2 separate regions of the Zea mays genome follow, and region 2 is linked to region 1. Evidence: chromatin contacts called from public Hi-C data. All regions are on one chromosome and are shown on one strand. Each heading gives the region's core, a stretch centred on a gene start, on an enhancer-like site or on the middle of the called end of the contact. The rest is flanking DNA. Distances are from core to core; before and after follow the strand shown. Region 1 holds the start of LOC103643956 (lecithin-cholesterol acyltransferase-like 1). Region 2 holds the start of LOC100383262 (Core-2/I-branching beta-16-N-acetylglucosaminyltransferase family protein).

Region 1 (7,270 bases), core at 4,249-6,748:
GAGCATTCGATGCAAGGATCACCTGACACCTTATCCTGACGCGCGTTCCTCGGTCGGCAGGGCCGAAGTGACCGCAGTCACTTCGCCCCTCCACTGACTGACCTGACAGGAAAACAGCGTCGCCTGCCCTGCTCCGACTGCTGTGCCACCCGCCAGGGTGAGGCTGACAGCAGCCGAGTCCAACCTCAGGCGCCATAGGAAGCTCCGCCTCGCCCGACCCCGGAGCTCGGCCCCCGCCTTGGTCTCGGAAGGTGGTCTCCGCCTCGCCCGACCCCAAGGCTCGGCCTTAACCTCGACCTCGGAAGACGGTCTCCGCCTCGCCCGACCCCAGGGCTCGGCCTCAACCTCGACCTTGGAAGACGGTCTCCGCCTCGCCCGACCCCAGGGCTCGGCCTCAACCTCGACCTCGGAGGAGTCACCGCCTCGCCCGACCTTGGGCTCGGACCGACCACGCTACAGGGGGGTACATCATTACCCTACCCCTAGCTAGCTCAGGCTACGGGGAACAAGACCAGCGTCCCATCTGGCTCGTCCCAGTAAACAAGTAATGATGGCACCCCGCGTGCTCCCATGACGACGGCGGTTCTTAGCCCCCTACGGAAGCAAGGAGACGTCAGCAAGGTCCCGACAGCCCCGACAGCTGTGCTTCTACAGGGCTCAAGCGCTCCTCCGACGGCCACGACATCACATGCACAGGGCACTAGCACCTCTCCGACAGCCACGTCGGCATGTACATAGGGCTCTGGCTCCTCTCTGCCGGACACGTTAGCATATTGCTACACCCCCCATTGTACACCTGGACCCTCTCCTTACATCTATAAAAGGAAGGTCCAGGGCCCTCGTACGGGAGGTGGCCGCGCGGGAGGACGGGCTGACGAGCAGGCTCTCTCTCTCTCCCTCGCGAACGCTTGTAACCCCCTACTGCAAGCGCATCCACCCTGGGCGCAGGACAACACGAAGCCGCGGTTTTCCCCTCCTTGTGTTCTGTCTCGCGCCGACCCATCTGGGCTGGGGCACGCAGCGATAATTTACTCGTCGGTCCAGGGACCCTCCGGGGTCGAAACACCGACAGCTCTACTTAGGGATGGCAACGGGGAATTCCCCGTCGGGTTTTAGCTCCCCATCCCCGTCCCCGCGACGAAAATTTTTCCCCGCGGGGATCCCCACGAACGTTTGCGGGGGACATTTCTTCCCCATCCCCATTACCCGCGGGGATAAATCCCCATCGGGGATCCCCGTACCCGCTTAAATTATAATTAGATCGTACTTCATTTATTATTAATGTAAAACATTGTCACTTATACACATTGTTAGATGTAAAAATCATTATGTGTACATTAAAATGAACGCATTTGTACAACTAGTGATCTTTTGTCAAGATAATTATTTATTTCTATTATTAACTATTATATAAAAACATTGTCATATGTAAGTTTAACGGGTCCCCGCGGGGAACGGGGATTCCCCATCCCCGTCCCCATTTACCCGTCGGGGGAGAAAATTTCCCCATTTACATCCCCGTGGGGGAAGAAATTTCCCCATCCCCGTCCCCTAATAGAGGAATTCCCCGCGGGGAATCGGGGATCGGGTCCCCATTGCCATCTCTAGCTCTACTCCATAATTCTCTAGTTATGATAGTTGATTGCCTAGTATAATGGTTTCGAGTGATTCTCTAGCAAGAGTAAATCTATCTAACAAAAAATGTTTGGCAAACGATCTGTGAAGCGATTCACGAGGGATTGGAGTTCTCTAGTTATGATAGTTGATTGTCTAGTATAATGGTTTCGAGTGATTCTCTGGCAAGAGTAAATCTATCTAACAAAAAATGTTTGGCAAACGATTTGTGAAGCGATTCACGAGGGATTGGAGATTGTAAAATAAGTTAGGAGCAGTGGGGAGCATTTTTTTTTGCTTCAACTCTCTAGTATAAAAGGAAGACTATATTAAGGGGGTGTTTAGTTAGAGAGACTAAAGATTAGTCTCTAGTTTTTAGTCCCTTTTTTGCCAAACACTAGGACTAAAATATGGACTAAAATGATTTAGTCTTTAGTCTTTTACATATGTGCTAAAAGGGACTAAACCATATTAATTTTACATTTACCCCTCATTTAGTTCAATTGTACTAATAGCAGGAGAATGTTAAATATCATTTTAGTCTTATTATGAGTCATTTAGTATATTCTTACTATTTGTAGCCCTTAAAACCAAATATGTTAAGGACTAAACTTTAGTCCCCTAACTAAACTTTAGTTCCTAGACTAAAGAAACCAAATATGGTCTAACTTTGCAAGCGGATTATTTTTTTACAAGAGTACTTTTCGCTGGATAAGAGTAATTTTTGCTGGAAGAATAGGTACGGGAGCTCTGCCGAACGCCCATACGGCAGCAGCAGGTACACATATAGCCCCGTAATGCCAATGACTGAAGGAATAAGAAAAGGGTTTGAGAAAAAATGCAGTGGCAAATCCCCTTAGTTTGCGAGAAAAAAAAATTCTCTACATACCGGATACAAACACATCATGTTGCAGCCCATCAACAGAAATTGGAGACTGCCACTTGGCCGGATGGCAACGGGGAAATCTCCGTCGGGTTTTGGCTCCCCGTACCCATCCCCGCGACAAAAAAAAATCCCCGCGGGAATCCCCACGAACTCTTGCGGGGGGCATTTCTTTCCCATCCCCGTTCCCCGCGGGGATAAATCCCCATCGGGGATCCCCGTCTCCGCTTAAATTATAATTATAACATACTTTCTTTTTTATTAATACAAAATATTGTCACTTATATACATTGTCAGATGTTAGAACTCATTATGTGTACATCAAAATAAACATATTTGTACAACGAGTTATCTCTTAACAATGTAATTATTTATTTTTATTATTATATATTATATGAAAATATCATCATATATAAGTTTAATGGGTCTCCGCGGGGAACGGGGATAGGGAAGGTTTCCCCATCCCCGTCCCCGTTTACCCATCGGGGGAGGATTTTTTCCCCGTTTACATCCCCGCGGGGGGAGAACCTTCCCCCCGGGGAATCGGGGATCGGGGCCCATTGTCATCTCTAGTTTGGTGCTTCTTGTGACTTCTGTTTGTAGGCCTACAAGTCACGAATACGAGACACTGCATCCCGACGAGTTCGCATATGTTATACAGAGATTTTTTTTCCATTTGCGGGGTTAAGGGAAGTTTTGGAGAGGGAGAAAAAAATACGGTGAAAGTGGATTGAAAAAGAGGATGTACTCTAATTTTTTTTCATTTCATGTATATGTTAGTTTTTTAAGGAAAGGGGGTTATTTTTATGAATCCGGTGGAGTTGCTCTAGAATTTAGTTTTTTCCCTATCTGTTGGATTCTGTCTCCAACAATTATATCTTTATGGACGTAAACAACAAGCATGTCTATCTTGAAGAGTGTTTTTATTCACTCTCTGAATTATTATTTAGAAAGTTATTTTTATTATAAGATGTTTATAACTTTACATTCTTCAATATTTTTCCTATATCTTGATTCAACTCTAGAGAACCATTTTTATTTTCTGTTTTTATTAGCGAGAAATCTAGAATAGTATATTTGGATAACTACTTTAAAACCCTGGTTAAATGTACTTTTTCCCAAAAAAATTTATTCATAACGATTAAGAAATACATAGAGAACTCTAATAGGCACCAGCTAAAGCAAATCCCGATAATCCTTACAGAAAAAACAATAAACTTTTTTCCAAATAAAAAAAACTAGCTGCTGTCGCCGATTTAAGTGAAAAGAAATCATCGTTAGTTGTCTACTAAAGCAAAACATTCTAAGAGGAATGATGATAGCTCGTGGCGTTCAGGTTGATAGAATCGATGATCCTTATGATCTGCTCCAGCGCGCTCTTGTCGCTGAGCATGCCGGAATGCGACACCTTGGGCAGCTCCACCACCTCGACGACCTGCGCCGGCGAGTCCGACCACGCCTTGATCGGGCCTATGAGGCTGGCCAGGTTCACCGTCCCGTCGCCGTCGCCATAGACCACCTTCTCGGGGGCCTCGTCGAAGCCGCGGTCGCCGTACACGAGGCTCTCCACCGTGTCGACGCCGGTGCCCACGAGGCACGTCAGGGGCACGCCGGGCTCCGGCAGGGCCTCGACGAGCGGCCGTATCCGCGCGCGGTACGGCTCCACGCCTTCCTCGAAGCCGATGTCCCGGAGGAACTGCGTCATGTTCTTGGCGGAGTAGGAGCGGTTGTGGGCCCGCGACAGCACCAGCGTGGTGTTGCCGAACACGCTGGGCGTCGGCAGCAGCCAGAGGTTGCTCTCGGCGGTCCGCTGCTCGTCGCGGATGAGGGACGGGTCGACGAAGGGCACCCCGAGCGTGTTGCCGGAGGCGAAGGTGAGCATCTCCTGCACGGAGCCGCCCCACGGCGTGGAGAGCGTGACGAGGCGCCGCACGTGCGCCGCGCGCCACTGCGGCGGGCTGCGCGCCAGCAGCTGCAGCGCGAAGAGGCCGCCCAGGCTGTGCGCCACCAGGATCGCGGGCCTCCCGCCGCTGGCCGCGCACGCCGACTCCACCAGCAGCCTGAGGCGCTGCAGGTACGCGCTGCCCACCTGCGACGGGTGCCCCGGCCCGGCCAGCCCGTACCGGAAGTCGTACGGCGCGCCGAACAGGTCGCGGCCTTCCTCGTAGCCGGCCTCCTCCAGCGTGCTCGCCAGAGTGTTCATGTACCCCGTGAGGAGCCTGCACGTAGCACGCGTCGATTGTTCGTCGTCAGGTCTCAGGTCACGTCATCGACCGATGACACTTGGAACTCACCGTAGCATATATAATAAGCTGAGCGAATGGAAATGGTTGCTTTGGGTACTTGAGATTGGGGTCGAGGTCCTCCGCGGAGGGTGGAGGTGGAGCCGAAGTCGGAGACCCTGGTCTCGACGCCGGGCGCGTTGCGGTAGTCGTCGGCGTCGGCGTCATAGGAGAGCGTCATCCGCTCGGCGAAGCACCTGGTGAGCGGCGCGACAAGCACGGAGGGGTCGAACCAGAGGCGGAACCAGCCACCGCGGCCGCGCACGAGTGGCCACACCCGGCACACCAGGCTGGACGGCTCGTAGCCCTCCGTCAGCCGCGCCTCCAGCTGGTTGCCGCCCGCTCCCGGGATCAGCACCACGGGGTGCCGCTGCAGCTGCTCCGCGGCGCCAGGCCTGGCGACCGCCCTCGCCGCCGACGACGACACGCAGAAGGACGAACTCAGCGACAGCATAACCATCAGCGCGGCCACTGCTGGCACGCGGGCCAGCGAAAGGCGCCTCCCCACGTCCATGATCCTACTTGTTGCTTTTGGATCAGGTGGTCACTGCTACTTGCTAACTTTGTTGTGTGGTGACGGACGGTGCTCTTGGAGCCTACTTACTGATTGGCGATAATGCTACTTGGATCCCTTGGAGCCGCTCAAGAAGGCCCGCGGTAACGGTAGTGGTTACGTCGTCCTTGCTTTGCAGCAGTGGGTAGAGGCAAGGCAAGCGCGTCCGTCCGTCCGGATCGAGCTTGTGCCATCGTAATTATTCCGTGGTTACGCGATGACAGCGACTAATGTCCCTGTACCGTAACTTGTACGCGGTGCGTGTAGACTTGGAGGGCCCTGCTGTCGCCGGGTCTGGGGCTCGGGGCTGTCGGTCACGCGATCCCGGCGGTTGAGGCTATCCGCAACGCAACCGTTACCCCTAAATTTTTCCCCTATATAACTTTTCCTCCCTATTTTTTCCCCTATTTTTTCATCTCCCGCAGCAGTTCCCCCTAAATACTCCCTATACCCCACTACAACTATAAAATATCATTTTCTATATTAACTATCAATTTTTTATCTACTAACAATTACTCGTGGACCCACAACACAGTGTTTAAGGTGATGAACAGTGACACGCTAGATCTGGGGGGAGAGAGAAGGGTGCCGACGCGTAGGGGGTGCTGTAGGGGGCACCGCTGCGGCCGTAGGGTGCCCCCTACAGACGGCATGCAAGGGGAGGGGGATCGCTAGCTGTGACCGCTGCGCACAGCCTGAGGCTATCCGCAACCGTTACCCCTAAATTTTTCCCCCTATATCACTTTTCCCCCCTATTTTTCCTCCTATTTTTCCATCTCCCGCAGCGGTTCCCCCTAAATACTCTCCTTATACCCCACTACCACTATAAAATATCATTTTCTATACCAACTATCAATTTTTTATCTACTAACAATTACTCGTGTACCCACAGCACAGTGTTTAGGGTGATGAACAGTGACACGCTAGATTGAGGGGGAGAGAGAGAAGGACGACGGGCTAGGAGGCACCGCTGCGCGTGTGGAGCGCCCACTGCACGCGCCATGCAAGGGGAGGGGGCTGCATAGGGGCAGCCTTTGCGGTCAGTCTGAGAAGCACGTACCGGCTGCCTTCGATCGCCGGACAGGATCGGGCCGGGGGACGCGACAAAGGACAGGAACAGGGACAGGCGCTGGGCTTGCTTGTTTTGAATCCATGCGCTTCCTTGGATCCAAACATTGCCGAACTGGGCCGCTACGGCTAACCTCTGTGCTGGACTGCTGGATATGGGCCTCATCTGCTCACTACACATCGTAGGCTTCCGACGGGCCTACACGGATTCTGTACGGAGTTTGGAATATTTCTGCTTTTTTTTTCTTCTTTGTTTCAAGAGAAATGTTTATTCTACCACCTATTTGTTCGTTTTTTTTACTTTGTTTCAAGTAAACGTGCCCGTGACACAGGAATGAACGTCTTTGGTCTGCCCTCTGCAGGTGATCCATGCGCTCAAGCATTTCTTTGTTTTTTAATTATACCGTACTCGTATTAGTTGCAACATTAGGTTTGCACGTACACAACTTTTTACTATTTGTTATGAATCTCGATTAACGTGGCTTTTGAATAGCTAGCTTGCATGTTTTTTGGGTGCTCGCTGAAATGCTTGACGTGACTGCTTCGTTCTCCAGGAAGTGGTAGCAACTTGCCACTGTACGTACATCCACGTGGCTGCAGCTGTTATCTTGTATCTGTAGTTCTGTACACGGCGCAGTACACCTGTACCGTACACAAGACGTCTCTTGCTACTAGCAACGAACTGGGAAAATCATCAAAGCCGTGTGGCCGTGTCCATTGACCTCAACTCCAGGATATAATCCTGTATAGAATACTCGCTCTGTTTTTAAATTATAGAATATTTTTATATTTCTAAATAAATTAAAATATCTTCTCATAATTAAAAAAACACAAAGAAGCAACGCACTACCCTTGATTCTCTCCTCACGG
Region 2 (7,016 bases), core at 975-3,474, 280 kb after region 1:
CGCGTATGGCAGAAAAGTAGCAACAGCTAGGAGGTGGTTGGAGGCTATGTATACAACCCAACCACCCCTTTAATAGCATCCAAGCTTCCACAACTCTCATTAATTACAAAGAGCAAAACTTCATTTTAAGCCACACTCAAAGCCTCAAAACTCCTCCAAGTGCCACATTTATGATTTGTGATCATTAGTGATTAAGTGCCTTGGAGAGACTCTAAAGAGTGTGTGACCTTGTGTTTTCTTGTTGCTTGGTTTTATTGATCGTGCTTTCTTCCTCACCCTTCTAAATTCTCATTCACTTGTAAGCCAGCAAGAAAAAACTAAGTGTGCAGTGATCCTTGTGAGGTCTAAGTGACCCTCGAGTTTGAGAAGAAGCACTCAACCGGTCTAAGCGACCATTTGAGAGAGAGAAAAGGTTGAAAGAGACCCGTCCTATGTGGACTCCTCAACGGGGAGTAGGTTCTTAGGAACCGAATCTCAGGAAACAAATTGCTCGTGTTCTTCATGTTAATCTCTACTTTGCGATTTTATTCCTCCTCTCCCCTCTCTCATATTCTCTTGCTTGCAATTGATCTCATATCAATTTGAGTTGCACCCAAGTAATTCCACGATCATTAGTGCAACTCTTGGCAAGAAGAACACCTCTCCCGCACTCCTATTGACTTTATACACCTTCTAACGCTAATCCAGGGTTGAAGTTTATGCTTAAGTTTGTAAATTTCAGGTTTTGCTTATTCACCCTCTGTATAGGTGACGTTTAATGTTTTAACCATGTCTGCTTCTACCATATCTTCAGAGTTTATTTTTAGAATATCTAGCAGAATCATCGAGGATCTACAGAAAACCCGTGCCCCAATCCAGAACAAGAACAGACAAGACAACGCTAGTGAGGAATAGCTTTTCAAGCACTATCCAACTGATTAGATCAATTTGCTTTCATGAAGGATGTCTCTAGCTCTACTGCACTCTTCACTCATTGTGGAGCGGGCAGTCTACCTCCTATATCGCTTGTTTTTTGGTTGATAGTGACTCAAGGTGCTGGATGCATGTTCAAAGCAGCTATATTGTCCCCTTGTCGGTAGTGGCCATTGATTGAGCTTCTGCAGTCGGTGGGTGTGGAAATTCTTCTTTTTTAGTGGAAGTTTCATAGCAAGCGAGACTAAAAGCAAAGAGCACAATACTAGAGCCAATAGGCATTCACGTGCTAGAGTGCTAGTGCTATAGGAGCGAAAGTCAAGCACAGTGCGAATGAATGCATTTTCTTTTTTAGGGGTAGAGAGTGGGGGAGGAATGATTCTCTGAAAATGGTTAGGGTGCAGTTAGCTCAGAAGGTTTGGCCCGGTATATTTCTCGAAAATATTTAGAGAGAAGACTCCATTCAAAAAATGCATCCTTGATCCACCCTCGGGCCGGTCTTATTCAATCCGGATTCATAAAAGGACAATATTAAAAAAAATAACTTCTATTATCACCTGGCCACCCTCAGTAGGGCATTTCTTACCCGGAATGAGATCAGACTTGAGTGATGGAATTCTTTCTTCATTATACATTAATACTGGAGGCATACTAATCTCAATCCATTTCTTCTTACGTCTCGTTTAGATTCTTAGAATTCAATTCCAATGCATAAAACCATATTAGCTTAATTGATATGTGCCTAAATATGTTACTTTCTATGGATTGGACTGACCATCAATAGAATCTTCCAGAATTGATTGAAGAAAGATCAGTTTGCATTGTCTCGAGGCTGGAAAGGAGATTTTATCACTGCTCTAAAAGTTGTATTGTATATGTATCCATGTTGAAGGGCTAAGTGAAAGTGTTCGTATAGCCTTTAGTTGTTTATAGCTCTCCTGGTTTGTCTGTTGCACTCTGGTGGTGTCGCTTGAGCCCAGAGATGGTAGAGATACTTCCCTGCATTAAGGACTGGCAGGCTTCAGAAGCAAGACTTCAACACTAGATGGAGGACAAGAAACTTGAAGAATCTTTTGATAATTTGTCTGTCGTGCCATTGTTCTAGCCCGGCCCAAAAACAAACTCTTATGCCATGTCTAGCATAAATAGTCCATGCATATGTCTAACATAAATAGGCCACGTCTAAATAGGCTAGGGTCGGCCCATCTCACCAGTGCCTCAAGCCCCGAAGCCCAACACCCACCACCTCCGTTGACGAGACACAACACGGGACACGAGAGCATCTGAGCGTGCAGGCAAGGCAAAGGCAACCCGCGTCCCAGCTCTCGAGGCGCCACCCACACAAATCCCACCACCACCCGCATGGCCACATCGGAGTTCGCGCCAGCCCAATCGTGCGCGCCGCCGCGACCCCGGCCCGAGAAGGGTCAGACCTGGAGCGCGTGCCAGTGCCACACATGATCCGCGTCGTCCGGAGGCATTGCGATGGTCGCGCCCAAATACGGGGAGGAACGAATTCCATTCCACGGCGTCGAAAGAAATCCTAGCCGGGGGCCGCGATGGCGATGGCGATGCGGGTGGAATCCGTGGAGGAGGCGAAGCAGGCCGCCATCCTGCCCGCAGCGCAGGAGCAGCGCAGGGTGTTCCCTGCGGGGATGCTCAAGCTGTTCCTGGGGCTCATGCTGTTCGGCGTGGTGATGGGGCTGTCAGCGTTCGGCGTGTTCCTGGCGCGGCACGCGGAGGAGATGGCGGCGGTCGCGCCCGCGCTGTTCCGGCCGTGCCTCGGGGCGGCTGCAGCGGCGGAGCCGGAGCCGGAGGAGGGGCTGGAGCGGTGGACCCGCCCCCCGGCTCGCGCGCAGCACGCGATGACGGACGAGGAGCTGCTCTGGCTCGCGTCGTACGCGCCGCGAATGCGCGGCCGGAGCGGGTACCCATTCCAGCGCGTGCCCAAGGTGGCGTTCATGTTCCTCACGCACGGCCCGCTGCCGCTGGCGCCGCTCTGGGAGCGCTTCTTCCGGGGGAACGAGGACCGCTACTCCATCTACGTCCACACGATGCCTCTATACCGCGCCAACTTCACCTCCAACTCCGTCTTCTACCGTCGCCAAATCCCCAGTAAGGTCTGCTCATCGCCTCCGATCCCCTCTGGCTTACGAAAACAAGCTCCAATCTAGCGCCTGGAATGCATGTTTGTTCCGTCACCTTCATACGAAATCGAACTCCATTCTAGCTGTACTCAACTACTACTTCGCACGCGATCTGACAAGTCGTTACTAAATACTACCTATTTCTGTCACTTTGATGGATTGGAAGGAGTATTTTCCGAATTCCAATAAGGAAAGTATATAGATTAAAGTACTGAATTATTGTGATGCTATATTATTAGACTAGCACTTACTGTAAACTGATAAACAAGACATAAGCAATGCAAGCCAGTCAAAAGCATTGAGATGATTGCTGTTTTGATTTGATTTTCGAGGAAATCGACCGTTCCTGTGGTGCAGAGGTTAAGAACATATATATCTATCTAGGTTAATAACTCTGTTAAAAGTTCTGTCTATACTCTATAGATGTTTAATATTTATCACTGACTGTTATTGTAGTACTTTTGATATTACAATGTGTATGGGGCAACGTTTATCTAAAAAAATGCATTACTTTCATGTTACATATATATCGCAGTGGGTAGTGTTATTTGATAAACTGGAGAAGTGATTTCTCTAGCTTGTCTCTTGTATTGAGGTACCCATACCCCTGATGATGGCATATTAGTTTGAAACTTGTGCTGATTACATACAGGCTGTGCAATGGGGCCAGATGACTATGTGTGACGCTGAGAGACGTCTGCTTGCCAACGCTCTACTGGACATATCCAACGAGTGGTTCGTGCTAGTGTCCGAGTCATGCATTCCCCTCTTCGATTTCAACACGACCTACGAATATTTCCAGAATTCAAGCCACAGCTTCGTCATGTCGATCGATGATCCCGGAAGAGACGGGAGAGGGCGGTACAACCTGAACATGGCGCCCGAGGTCGAGCTCGAGCAGTGGCGCAAAGGCTGGCAGTGGTTCGAAGCAGACAGAGACCTCGCCGTCGCGATCGTCGAGGACACGGTGTACTATCCGAAGTTCAAGCAGTTCTGCAGGCCCGGATGCTACGCCGACGAGCACTACATCCAGACGATGCTCAAGATCGAAGCCCCGCACAAGCTGGCCAACAGGACCGCCACCTGGGTGGACTGGTCGAGAGGGGGTCCCAACTCGGCGCATCCAGCCACGTTTGGTCGGGGTGACATCACGGAGGAGTTCTTGAAGGGGGTTCGAGGGGGAGAGACCTGCCTATACAACGGCCGGAATACGACGGTGTGCTTCTTGTTTGCTCGGAAGTTCGCTCCGAGCGCGTTGCAGCCATTGTTAGAGTTAGCACCCACTGTGCTCGGTTTTGGTTAATGGTCGTTTTGTTTTGATCGGTGCATCCTGCTGCTCCTGTAGTTTCTTTGTTAGGTCACTGTGGATCATTGCGTGTGTGGAGATATTTCGGTGGAAGAATTGACGCAGCCATGGACATTGCTGCCCACCTCCTCCAGGTGATCATTTTACAGGGTATATATACTGTATTACAGCATGTATTTTACTTATAAGGACATGTTTTAGTAGTTTGTATGGTGAACCTACAACGGATCATATGACCCTGTATTTCTTGGTTCCTTCGGAAGAATATGGTTCAAATCTTCAGAAAAGAAAACTGATGTTCCCACAGCTATAGCTTGGAAGACTCCTTGGGTGCCGCTCTGTGGATTCCCGCTAAGGCCTGCACTACACGTCGATGATCTCTTGCTTTTTTAAGGGGAGTTTGGTTCCCACCTCCTAGTCACTTTTGGTTCCATCAGTGTTTGTTGTAACAATTGTTGTCACAATGGAACTTGACGTATATATGAGACAAGAGGGACATTAGATTACATGGTCCGAGGGACGCCAAGCCATTTCATTACTTTTGTTTGAACCTCTTATGAAATGGGCAACTGATGTTGATGAACATGTGGATATGTTTGTGATCAGAATGCAGGGTGTGTAAACTTGGCAGTTAAGGTTGTTAAACCATTCCTCTCTAACCATGTCGTTACCTTTTTCGACATACACTGGACTAATCAAAGGGTACAGTTGTACCAATCAAGCTTATTTGAGAGCAAGAGGATTGGAGGGAATTGATGAGGCTAAAATCCCTTACTATTTAATGAATAATAAGGAATTTTAGCTCATTCAATCCTCTCTAATCTTGCTCTAAACAACCCATCAAGTTTGCTGCCCGGTATTTATATACATGAAACAATGAAAGGCCTTCGTTTATACTATCAACTATGGTATTATAGGAAAAACAAACTCTTCTCTGGCCCACTTCAGGATATGTATTAGTCATGCTTCTATAAATTTGACCACCAATTAATAAGAACGTCACATAATTTTGGGACTACAAGTTTAATGTCGTTAGATTTTGATGGGCGATATGTTCGTAATTTGTCAAAAATAATAAATATCCCACCAAGACAATAACAATGTGTTGGGGAAAAAGGTTCAATATTACGGTTCTCCAACAAATAACAACCGAATGGTTAAATCGCGCGCATGTGTGCCTGCCCATGTGCATTATGCTGTCTTTTAGAAAAGATTGTCGCGAGGCCGAATTAGTCTAAGGTTAGTCGTACAATGAAGTCCGTGAGCTTGTTCAATCTGTTATTAGGTTAGAGTAGAGCATCATGCGGCTATTTAAATCATGTTCTTGTATTATCCCTGAGCTCTGAGTATAGGTGTACATTCGGGCCGCCCGGCCCGGCCCGGCCCAAGCCCGAAAAGACCCGTATTGTTTGAATTTCGGGCCGGCCCGGCCCGTTTAAATTTCGGGCCGTGCTGGGCCGGCCCATGGGCCTCGCCCTCGGCCCACGGCCCGGCCCGTAATTGCTTAAACGTGCCGGGCTTATTTCGGGCGGCTCGAAATTATAAAAGCCCGAAATTCAATTTTTGGCCCGAAATTCACATTAGGGCCCGAAATTCAATTTTTGGCCCGAAATTCAGTTTTTGGCCCGAAATTCACATTAGAGCCCTAAATTCAAAAAATAATAAAACAAATAAAAGATAAGACAAATAAATTTAAACAAAATTAAACTTAATATTTGTATTAAAGTTACCACAGCTATGCAATGACTACCTCGTTTATAAATCATTTTGTTAGAAGAAAAAAGAGTATAATCAGCTCTATACAAAGTTCGTAAGTTCAGTTTATTGTCTAATGTTCATAACAAAAGTAAAATTACATCACACACTCTAATTCAAAGATACAAAAAAAACATCTAACTAGCATTATCTCTAGCTTTGTGTTTTTTTATCAAGTATATGAAAGTGTGGAATGAAGTGTGTTTTGATAAATATATGAGCCTTTTCGTGCCTCTATATGGGCCTTTTCGTGCCTGCCTTAAACGGGCCGTGCTCGTGCCCGCCCATGGGCCGTGACCTCGGCCCAAACCCGGCCCGATATAACGGGTCGTGCCGGCCCGGCACTAAATTATTTCGTGTCGTGCCGTGCCTGGGCCGTGCTTTTTTTCCGTGCTTCGGGCCGGCCCATCAGGCCCGGTCCAAATGTACACCTATAGCTCTGAGCGTCTGAGGTTATAATAATTTTAACAATTACTAAATGGTTAGTCTTGTAAAACCACTGGCACACATCATGTGAATTATTCATGTCAGGGTCCCATGGATCCTTTAATATAAATAAAACAAATATGCTTGACTGCTTTCTACTTTGCCCGACCTGAAATAGTCAAGCCGGCAATCATCTATTATCAGTCCTCAAGTGCGATCCTCTGAGGTCAGAGCCTCAGAGGTCCCTATCTCTTCTTGACTGCTGCAGTGCTGCTCTCTACTTCACCCGCTCCCACGCACGCCCCGCCCCACCCCACGGGACGCAGCAGAACACGACGAAGCCGGTGCCGGTCCATGCACACGGTTCCCTTCATGCTTTCATAGACCGGGTCCATGTAACCGGACCATCTCCATTGATGGACAAAAGCCGGCAAGCAGCGGGGCCACCCACGATGCGGTGCGCGTGCCTC

The links. Hi-C and Micro-C count contacts between places; a contact is called where the count stands out from the background.
Region 2: a contact with region 1 is called in a Hi-C map of tassel, with 2.6 times the contacts expected there. The contact joins the promoter of LOC100383262 here to the promoter of LOC103643956 in region 1. A contact is called at or near these places in 2 of 25 Hi-C or Micro-C datasets (ear and tassel).

What each region holds. Positions count from the first base shown.
Region 1 is chr1:279,098,807-279,106,076 of Zm-B73-REFERENCE-NAM-5.0, forward strand. LOC103643956 (lecithin-cholesterol acyltransferase-like 1) reads right to left here and starts at 5,499. Exons shown (of 3, transcript XM_008667126.4): 1 at 4,862-5,499; 2 at 4,841-4,860; 3 at 3,600-4,716. The coding sequence starts at 5,293. The coding sequence ends at 3,801.
Region 2 is chr1:279,387,007-279,394,022 of Zm-B73-REFERENCE-NAM-5.0, forward strand. It overlaps LOC100383262 (Core-2/I-branching beta-16-N-acetylglucosaminyltransferase family protein), which reads left to right and starts at 2,225. Exons shown (of 2, transcript NM_001175922.1): 1 at 2,225-3,032; 2 at 3,712-4,648. The coding sequence starts at 2,472. The coding sequence ends at 4,362. LOC100191173 reads left to right here and starts at 7,009. Exons shown (of 2, transcript NM_001136608.1): 1 at 7,009-7,016.